Regions from separate parts of the Mus musculus genome. Here region 1 is linked to region 2. Evidence: chromatin contacts called from public Hi-C data. All regions are on one chromosome and are shown on one strand. Each heading gives the region's core, a stretch centred on a gene start, on an enhancer-like site or on the middle of the called end of the contact. The rest is flanking DNA. Distances are from core to core; before and after follow the strand shown.

Region 1 (4,200 bases), core at 1,612-4,111, 540 kb before region 2:
AAAAAAAAAAAGTGTGAGGGAAGAACTAAGCCCACTGAATACAAAGGTTAAATGTGTTTCATACAAATGAGTTTCTCATTGTGACATGAAACAGAGACACAACTGCTGTAAGAATTGAGTGGAAAGAATGAGAAAATGAAAAGGCAACAAAAATCACAGAAACATGGAAACTAGTACAAGGTTGAGGAGAGCAGCGTTCTCTGAAATGGGGAAAAGGTTAGCTGATATTAAAGGATCCCGACCGAGGTGTTTCTTATTAACCACCATTTCCAGCTTGTTAACTTGTACTATCAAATCTTCATAACTTTCAGTGACGTGCCAATAGTAATTAATCTTAAACACAGCATACTCTTTGTCCCGAAGCTTTGGTCCTGAGAGGAGACAAGGCCAGGGAAAGCACTAGGGTAGGAGGATACTCTGCTGTAGATGGATGGAATTAGAAATCCTGTAACAAAGTCCACAGAGAGCATTTGTGACCATGAGCCAAGTTCGAAAAAGGAATTCGCGGACATCAACTGGGCAGGTGGAGAGGAAGAGAGTGGAAGCCATGGGCTCGGGTGCACCGTAATACAAAGCTTTTGCTGCGTGCATGCTCCTGGGAAAATGCTGGATACCTGCAATAAGATATGGCCTCAAGGTGATACCTAGAAAGGAACAACCCACAGCAGAGAGTGGGACAAACAGCAACGGTACCCAGATAGTAGAAGGGTTTCCTAACTCCTTCTGGGGACCAAGACGGAGAGGAATCAAAAATCTCGTGGTGTTTTCCAAGACTCTGGGTGGGTAAAGACACTGAGCGAAGGGGACTCAGTATGGCTGGATAGCAAAGCTCAGGCGCTCCACATGGATTCATTTTTCCTCCTTCAGTCACAGGGATGAAAAACACTATCATGAAATCCTTTTGATTAGCTTGTGAGAGGAAAAAAAAAAAAGCATTGCAACCTGGCTACTGGGATTTTAGTGGATTCAGGCAGGGATGGAGCAAGGACTGCAGGTGACTCTGTGAGCATCTTTCTAATTAACGAGAGGGGTGTGTGGCCATAGTTTAAAGTTTCACATCCTTGACTAAGAAAAGAGAGGGGGAAAAATAGGCATTTTAAATCACAGGAATGGATTTTTCAAGGGAAGCACAAAGCAGCTGGCTGACTACCGACAGGGACCTGCTAGAATCCCATCAGGGGTGCCATTTCATCGGACATGCTAAAATTCCGATGGGGCGCCATCTCATCTCGCCAGACCTGTTTCCTCATCTGGACGATAAATTTTCACGATATCCACCTCTCTGCTTTATGGCAGGGAATGAAAGCAGCTGCTGTCGGCCTAATCCTATGCTGAGATTACTCCCCACGCAATTTTTTTTCTGTAAAAAAATTATATTCATGCTTTGCTCTATGCCATTCATAGACAAAACAATTCCGATGTTTCATTTTGTAGCTTAGAAAATAGCTTTATGGAGCAAGGAAGGGCTGATTCTAATCTGTTACTAATAAAGAGCCTCAAGTCCTTTGGATTTAAAACTCTCTGGACCTCAGCTCAGTGTGACACACCCACCGAAGCCAAGAGCAAAAGGTTCTTCCGGTGCTAGATGTCACAGTTATCGTTTTGATTAAAATTAACAGTTTCCCCTAACTCGGCTTCTCTGGACTCAATTTAACATCATTGGGCCTAATGACTCTGGACCGGTCTGAGTTCATGTCTATGGCTCTTTCAATTCAGTTATTTTTATTTTATATATTTGAGTTCATGTGTGCACACATGTACCTGGTGCCCTTAGAGGTCAGAAGAGAGCCGTGGATCCCTGAACCTGGAGTTACAGAGGGCTGTGTGCTGCCATATGGGTGCCAAGAATCATCTCTACGTTCTCTGGAAGAGCAGCCAATGCTCCTGCCAGCTGAATCACTTCTCTGGACTTTGTGGCTCTGAAATTAGTATGTACATCCCTGTTCCGAGTCAGGCCAGAGAAGAGCACTGGCCCCTGTTCACAGCCATGCCAGAGAAGAGCAGTGGTTGCTTGTTGCCAGCCACGCCAGGGGAGAACACCCGCCCCTGTTCCCAGACACACTAGGGGAGAGCACTGGCCCCGTTCCTACCCATGCCAGGAGAGCACTGGCCCCTGTTCCCAGCCACGTCAGGAGAGCACTGACCCCTGTTCCCAGCCATGCCAGGAGAGACGCTGACCCCTGTTCCTACCCATGCCAGGAGAGCACTGACCCCTGTTCCCAGCCATGCCAGGAGAGACGCTGACCCCTGTTCCCAGCCATGCCAGGAGAGACGCTGACCCCTGTTCCCAGCCACGTCAGGAGAGAGCACTGGTTGCAGATTATTTTTTTAGTCCAGTTGATAAACAGCATCTGTCCAGACTACAGGGAGTTTGCAGAACCCAAGCTCGAAAGGCAGACTGGCAACTTCTGAGAACTCTGAATTAGGCAGATGTAGACTTGTTCCTAAGAATTCTGTGTGTGAGGCACGGTGAATGTCGAGAACTCCCATAGCTTTGTGGGCTTTTGGCGATCTCTCTGAGCACTATGTTAATGAGTTCCTTAAACACAGACTGCCATTGATTTCTTCCTGATGTTCATTGATTCCTCTCGACATTGCTTCATGTATGTATTCTCCCCCAAACATCTAGTATCGATATTTCTCTCCCTAGAACTCTGTCCCCAATCCATTATAAGCATATCATTAAAACCTGTTTAATTTCCTAAGAAAGATTACATTAAGAGCACTGTCAGGGCCATTATGCCAATAGCAAAAGATAAACATGTATTTGGCAGTGCAAAATGCTATTATCTGTCGGGGTCAATCTGTTTATTTTACTTAGAGCAATCTGCCGCCACCACCACTGCCACCCAATGTTAGTCACAAAAGCAGATCCTTCTCTGCCAGGAACTGTTTGGAGGAATTCTGACAGCGAAATGCCCTCAGTCACCTACTACTGTGACATAATCTCTGTTTGTGTGTGTGTGTGTGTGTGTGTGTGTGTGTGCGCGTGTGCGTGCACCAATGAGCATGAAATAAGACACAGACTAAGGATCATGTGTTTCAAGCTTTACAACATTTTTATGCTTTTGTACATAAAGAAAAATAAGGATAATTTGATGAACAGTGGTATCTCATTTGTAATACCTGCTTGGAGTAGAATGGAATGACCGGAGAAGGGCAGCATGGATTATAGGAGTCTGCTCTATAAGTGCATGCTCAAAACTGCTCTCCCCTTAAGCGGTGTCCACTCATAATCATCTTTATTGATCTAAAGACAACGGAGAGGGAGAGGCAAGGCAAGAAAGGAGAATAAAGAGTTAGGGCTCATCTTGTTCTGGATGCAAATATGCTTCTTTTCTTCTTTCAACTTTTTTCCTTGAGACAGTAGTTTCTAAATATATCTGAGCAACACTGCTGGCTGCCAGCTGCTATGGGCATGAAGTTCCTCTTTAATGAGATGAAACAGTATCAGGAAGTGAACTCGCCCCACGCGCCATAGCTGACTTTCACGGGGTCTCTATGTAGCCTACGATGATCCGAAATGGAAATGAATTGAATATTCAGGCACAGTGCACCAACTCTCCTAAAAAATAATTTCATCTGACTTCATTACATGGTGATCATTTCCTGAATGCCATAAAACGCTGAGGAAAATAATCAAAATTGATGTGTGTATTGATTGACATGCTAGTTTTCTAAATAGAAGCTGGAAATATATAAACAGCACTAGGTCTCTGCAGCTTTCCACAGGCTGGAGAATTCCCTCACTCACCCAGCCCTCACTGGGCCCCAGGATGAACACTTCTGAAACCATTTCTCAGCGGTCCATTAGGCTCATCTTTAGTGTGATTCAGAATTTACATGTGTCGTTTGCATAATTTTGCATGAGAGTGTCTGCTTTAAATTAGGTAAAGGTCAACGTCATTCATAATCAAGAGGAAGGTGGATTAAAGGTCATAATTCAATTAGAAAAAAAATTCCTGATTAGCTGTAGAAGTATGCTCACGTGATTCGATATCGTTGAATAAGTGTGAGGCACAAGTCTACAAACTGGCCTCAGCGTGAGAGCATTCCAAGAGATTTCTGTCAAAAAAAAAAAAAAAAAAAATCAGACTCTCGCCTTTTTTAACCTAGCCTATATAGAGATACTTCAGCTGATTCTCTTAGCACTGGGTGTCTTTTATAATGTCATTTGGTTTTAGGAATGACATAAATGAC
Region 2 (4,422 bases), core at 274-2,773:
ATGTGATGGAAAGTTAAAAGCAGTAGGCCCTCTGTGGAAGAACTTGGATGGACTTTTCTCGTTGGCAAACGGTTGGCATGGCTAACTGGAAAGGCAGGGCTCTGCGGGGTTCCGTGGGGATTCCTTTCCTTAGAAGGAGCCTCCTGAGCTGTCCCCCTTTAGGCCCCTTGTATGAGTCAGCAGAGGTTGCCTGCAGTCACCCTAGGGTTCCTCGCCCAGGACACAGAGAAATGTGTGGGTGGCTTCGATGTAGTTTCAGAGTTGTTAGCACAGACTCTGGAGTCTGCATTAATTGGCTTCCTGGAGCTGCCTTCCCTGAGCTAGGTGGGACTGCTTCACACCTGGAGAGTTTATTACTGCCTAATAAAACTTCATTGATGTGAAAGTCCTACATTGGAAATCCACTGTTGTCTCTGGTGGGGACCCTTTTACATTCACCTTTTAAAAAATGAGGTCGCGATTAGTAGCTTTCTGCCTTTGTTCCCCACCCCCCCCCCCCACCCCCTGGAATTTTGGTAAAAGTATTGTTTCTATGTGAATACAGCAGGAGGTGAAGTAACCCTTCAGATGTGTACTCTCTTTGATCTGGGAGACCTGCCCTCTGTGTAGATGAAGTCCCAGGACAGGATGGAGCCCTGCTTAGTCTGCTCGGCTGGGTGTGCCTGACTAGATGCAGAAGTCAGTTTCAGTCTGTGTTCTTCCTTCTGACGTCACTGCTTTGAAGGACATAGTTCTCCAAGTCTAGGCCGCAGAATTAATGGGATTCTGATAACAAATGGGTGTAAAGGGGAATTGTAAAAATCGATTGTGTTCTTCAGTGAGAGGTGGCAGTCCCCTCCCTGAGATAAGAAATCGTTTTTCTTTATTTATTCTGTGATTATTTTCTAGTTTCTTTGTTGACAATGCATGAATTATAGAGATGCTCTGGAGAGCTTTCATTTAGTCACACAAAGTGAGTGACCTAGAAAGATTTCGTTCCTGATGCTAACTCCTTATTAGCTTGTAGCTGACTGGGAACAGAAGTGTTGTAAAGAATATTTTATTTCCTTGAAGAGAAACAAGTGGGTCGTTGCTTTCTATCTATTGTCCTGTAATTCATGACCTGAAAGGTGGAGTGGCTTTGATCTCCAGCTCCCCACCCTTCAGTAGGCGTGGCTTCAGAGGGTGAGTTAGATGAAGACCCTCTTCCCAAGGAGACACTACCCAGACGCAGGTCCACACTCATGTTAACTCCGCTGTAGTCCTGAGCAGTAAGACACAGTGTAAGTATGCAAGCCTGAGGTCAGACTCTCCCATTGTCAGGGAAGCCTTGAGCTGGGTTTTGGTTGAGTTCTTTTTCCTTTTCTTTTGAGTCAGGGTTGCATGTAGCCTAGGCTGACATCAAGCTGAATGTACAGGTGAGCATGGCCATGAACTTCTGTTTCGCCTGCCTCCTTTATTGCTGGGGTACAGGTATGCACCATAGCACCTAAGTTATGAGGTCCCGTGGTGTGGACTCACGGCTTCCTGCATGCTAGGGAAGTAAGTGTTCTATCAAATAAGCTGCAGTCCCCAGGCAACTTCATAGTCCAAAGGTAACTGCGCCTTGCTGTGCAGTCCATTGGAAATGTTTCTGAAGCAGATTGGAAATCTGGAAGCCTGTGTTTCTGAGCTTTGGAGAGGTTGTGGTTGCATGCTAAGACTCTTTACAAAACAAAACAAAACAAAACAAAACAAAAAGAAACAGCTTTTCCTGAGGCCTAATGTTATTTTTGTAGACATCCTTGCTGGGAGGTTTTCCTTTAAAGTTCAGGATTAAACCTGTCATATTTTATAACTTAAACTGCAGTGTTTTAATGACACTTGTGAATTATTACCCAGTGGTGGGTAATTTAGAAGTTTTTACAAGAGTGGGATCAATTTCTTTCTAATAAGTAATTTAATCCCAGGGTTTTTAAAGGACTAATAATGAGTTATTTTCTCAGCATTCTGAGAGGACCTCGGAAGTGCTAATATTGACCTATCAGCTGGTCGGAGTCTTAACATTTTACCTTGGCGCGTCCAGAAGGTGACCAAGATTAGTGATACTTAACTTTACATAATTATAGAGTTTTCAAAAATTAAAAAAAATATATTTCCAAAGATAATTATAGCATTTTTGGATTTAAATTGATTTTACTTAAGTTACTGTTAAGATTTAAAAGTAATAAAGTTTTTTTTTAATGCTTTGTGGTTTTTAAACATCCAGTTGAGTTTTTTTATTTATCTAGAATAAACAGCTCGATTCTAAACCCAAATGACACCAGAAGTAAAGGCAGGGCCTGGCAAGATGAATCCGTTGGTAAGTTGGGATGTGAGTCCCATCCCTGGGATCCCCATGGGAGAAGAAGAGGAATAACTCCCACAGGTTGTCTTCTGGCCTACACCCACATCCAGACACGGAATTAAATAAACGTAACAAGGCTGAAGAAACTAAAGCGGGCCAGGCTTCTGGGTTGAGCTGTGTAATCTCATGACCTTAAATTGAACAATTGCTTTTTTTTTTTCTTGAACACCCTCTTTGTGTTTGGGGTTCATGTAAAGACCCTACACATAAAGACTTCCATTTTTTTTTTTTATACCAGTATGTTTACGCTAGCCCATGGGAGTTGTACACTTTTTATCTTTATTGTTAGTGTTGACAATAAGGCCAAAGGTGAATGCTGTTTATAGTGTTATGTGTCATGGTTTGGGATTCTCAGTGCATAGACACCTCAAAGAGATTGTGTATCAGTGGACACAGAAACCCTGATGCTTTAGAGGTTCCTCTTTATGCACGCGCGTGCGTGTGTGCATGTGCGTGTGCGTGTGCGTGTGTGTGTGTGAATGTGCAGATATGCTATGGTGTGTCTCAGACGTCAGAGAATAATTTTTCGTGAGTCAGTTGTCTGCCACGTTGGTCCCAGCCTTTGAACTCAGGGTTTCAGAGGAGCACCTTTACCAGTGAGCTATCTCATCAGCCCTGATGGGGGTATTTTAATAACTAGAGTAGTCAAGAAACCGAAGCAGCATCGAGCTCCCACAAACTTACATGAAATTATGTTTCTAACACCCTGCCGTTAGCCACGGGAAGTTTTATTAAGCTCTTGAGATTTGAGACGTTGTGTTTCATTGACATCATGAATATGCAGAGGTAAATGGAACTGTTGAACTATTAGTGAACTAATTTCTCTTCGAGCCTTGCTCTTAGCTCTCTTCCATTGCAGGAAGAGACCTCATTAACATATGCGAATGGAAGCCATTCAGAGATTTCATAGGCCAGCACTCTTAATAAATGGTGGCCCGAGTTAATGTCTCAGGACAGCTTGAAGTCACAGCCCCGGTCCCACAGAGGTCCCTGATAATGAAAAGTCACCGTTCCTGCTAGGACCCGAGTACAGCATGAGCAGTGGCATCTGTGACTCTGGGTTAGTTCAGAGTTATTAAGAAAAGCAGCACCAGGGAGAGACCTTGAAACTTTTATATTCTGGTTAATAAGAGCCCCTTTTATAGACACGATTCCCACAGCACTGTGTTCAAGTCTGAATAGAGCCAAGGGCAGAAAGGCAAAGTGCTTGTCCCCACTCGCTTCAAGTCCAACAAAGCGTGCTCTTTGTTGACAAAGCACCATATCATTTGGCCAAGATGCTTATGGTTGTGACAACCAGTGGTGGCGTTCCAGTTGTGACCTTTCCGGTTCCTGTCATAGCAGAGCACCTGTTCCTGTTAGCCTCGTCCTAGATGCAGATGATTTGAGGCTTCTGCGCCTGTTGCCTGGAGGTATTTACTCCCAATCACTAGCCTCCAGCCGGGAGAGTTATGGCTTGGCATTTTATAGCTCTGAGGTGGGGGTGGGGTGGGAAGAGACTGTCTGAAGAATCATTTGTTCGGAGAAGCAGAGCAAAGCAGTTATTCCTGTCCGAGTGCTGGGCTTTGGCAGTATCCACATTCGCCCAGCTCCAAGATGCAGTATCGATTTATTTTTTTCTTCTTACAGAAGCCTCCTACTAGCCGCCCCCCCCCCTTCAATTGTCAGCAAGATGGATTGGATTACACTCTGCTATTTGGAATGCTTTTGGTGAGGGTTGGGGGGGGACACTGAAATAAAAATAGATCTCGAGTACAGCTAGGAATGAACGTGGTGATCGTAATAATGTGGCTTTCATTTAGGGACTGTGTGATGTTGGTCATGGGGACCCAGCCATTTGACCAAATATTTGACCATCACACACAGTTTTCCTTTCTATCCCTTTTCTCGCCCAAGACTGACAGCACACAGCACAGCAGAAGCCCGCCCTCCATGGCAACTTACGGCCGATGGCTGTCATGATGTGGAGAGTCATGAAAGCGACCTGTCAGAGCATCCTTACAGCATGTGAAAGCATGAGGAACTGAAATCTTACTTAGCCTCGCTGTCTTCCTCCG

What was found. A called contact is a pair of places that touch in the nucleus more often than the background predicts.
Region 1: a Hi-C map of liver shows a contact between it and region 2, with 2.0 times the contacts expected there. The contact joins two enhancer-like sites. A contact is called at or near these places in 1 of 15 datasets of contacts at CTCF or cohesin (the NIH/3T3 cell line) and 1 of 484 Hi-C or Micro-C datasets (liver).

The regions. Positions count from the first base shown.
Region 1 is chr3:149,435,807-149,440,006 of GRCm38.p6, reverse strand. All of the region lies in intron 1 of Gm30382 (a long non-coding RNA gene), which reads left to right. A630039O03Rik (a long non-coding RNA gene) reads right to left here. Exons shown (of 6, transcript XR_376220.3): 1 at 1-4,200. Among named protein-coding and RNA genes, the nearest start is that of Gm30382, 7.7 kb to the left of the region's middle. Within about 2 kb of position 2,861, at least 47 of the 459 cell types and tissues checked have an H3K27ac peak or open chromatin away from gene starts, as enhancers often do. A contact at or near this core is called in liver, where this site is marked.
Region 2 is chr3:148,895,847-148,900,268 of GRCm38.p6, reverse strand. All of the region lies in intron 1 of Adgrl2 (adhesion G protein-coupled receptor L2), which reads left to right. Among named protein-coding and RNA genes, the nearest start is that of Adgrl2, 57 kb to the left of the region's middle. Within about 2 kb of position 1,523, at least 31 of the 459 cell types and tissues checked have an H3K27ac peak or open chromatin away from gene starts, as enhancers often do. A contact at or near this core is called in liver, where this site is marked.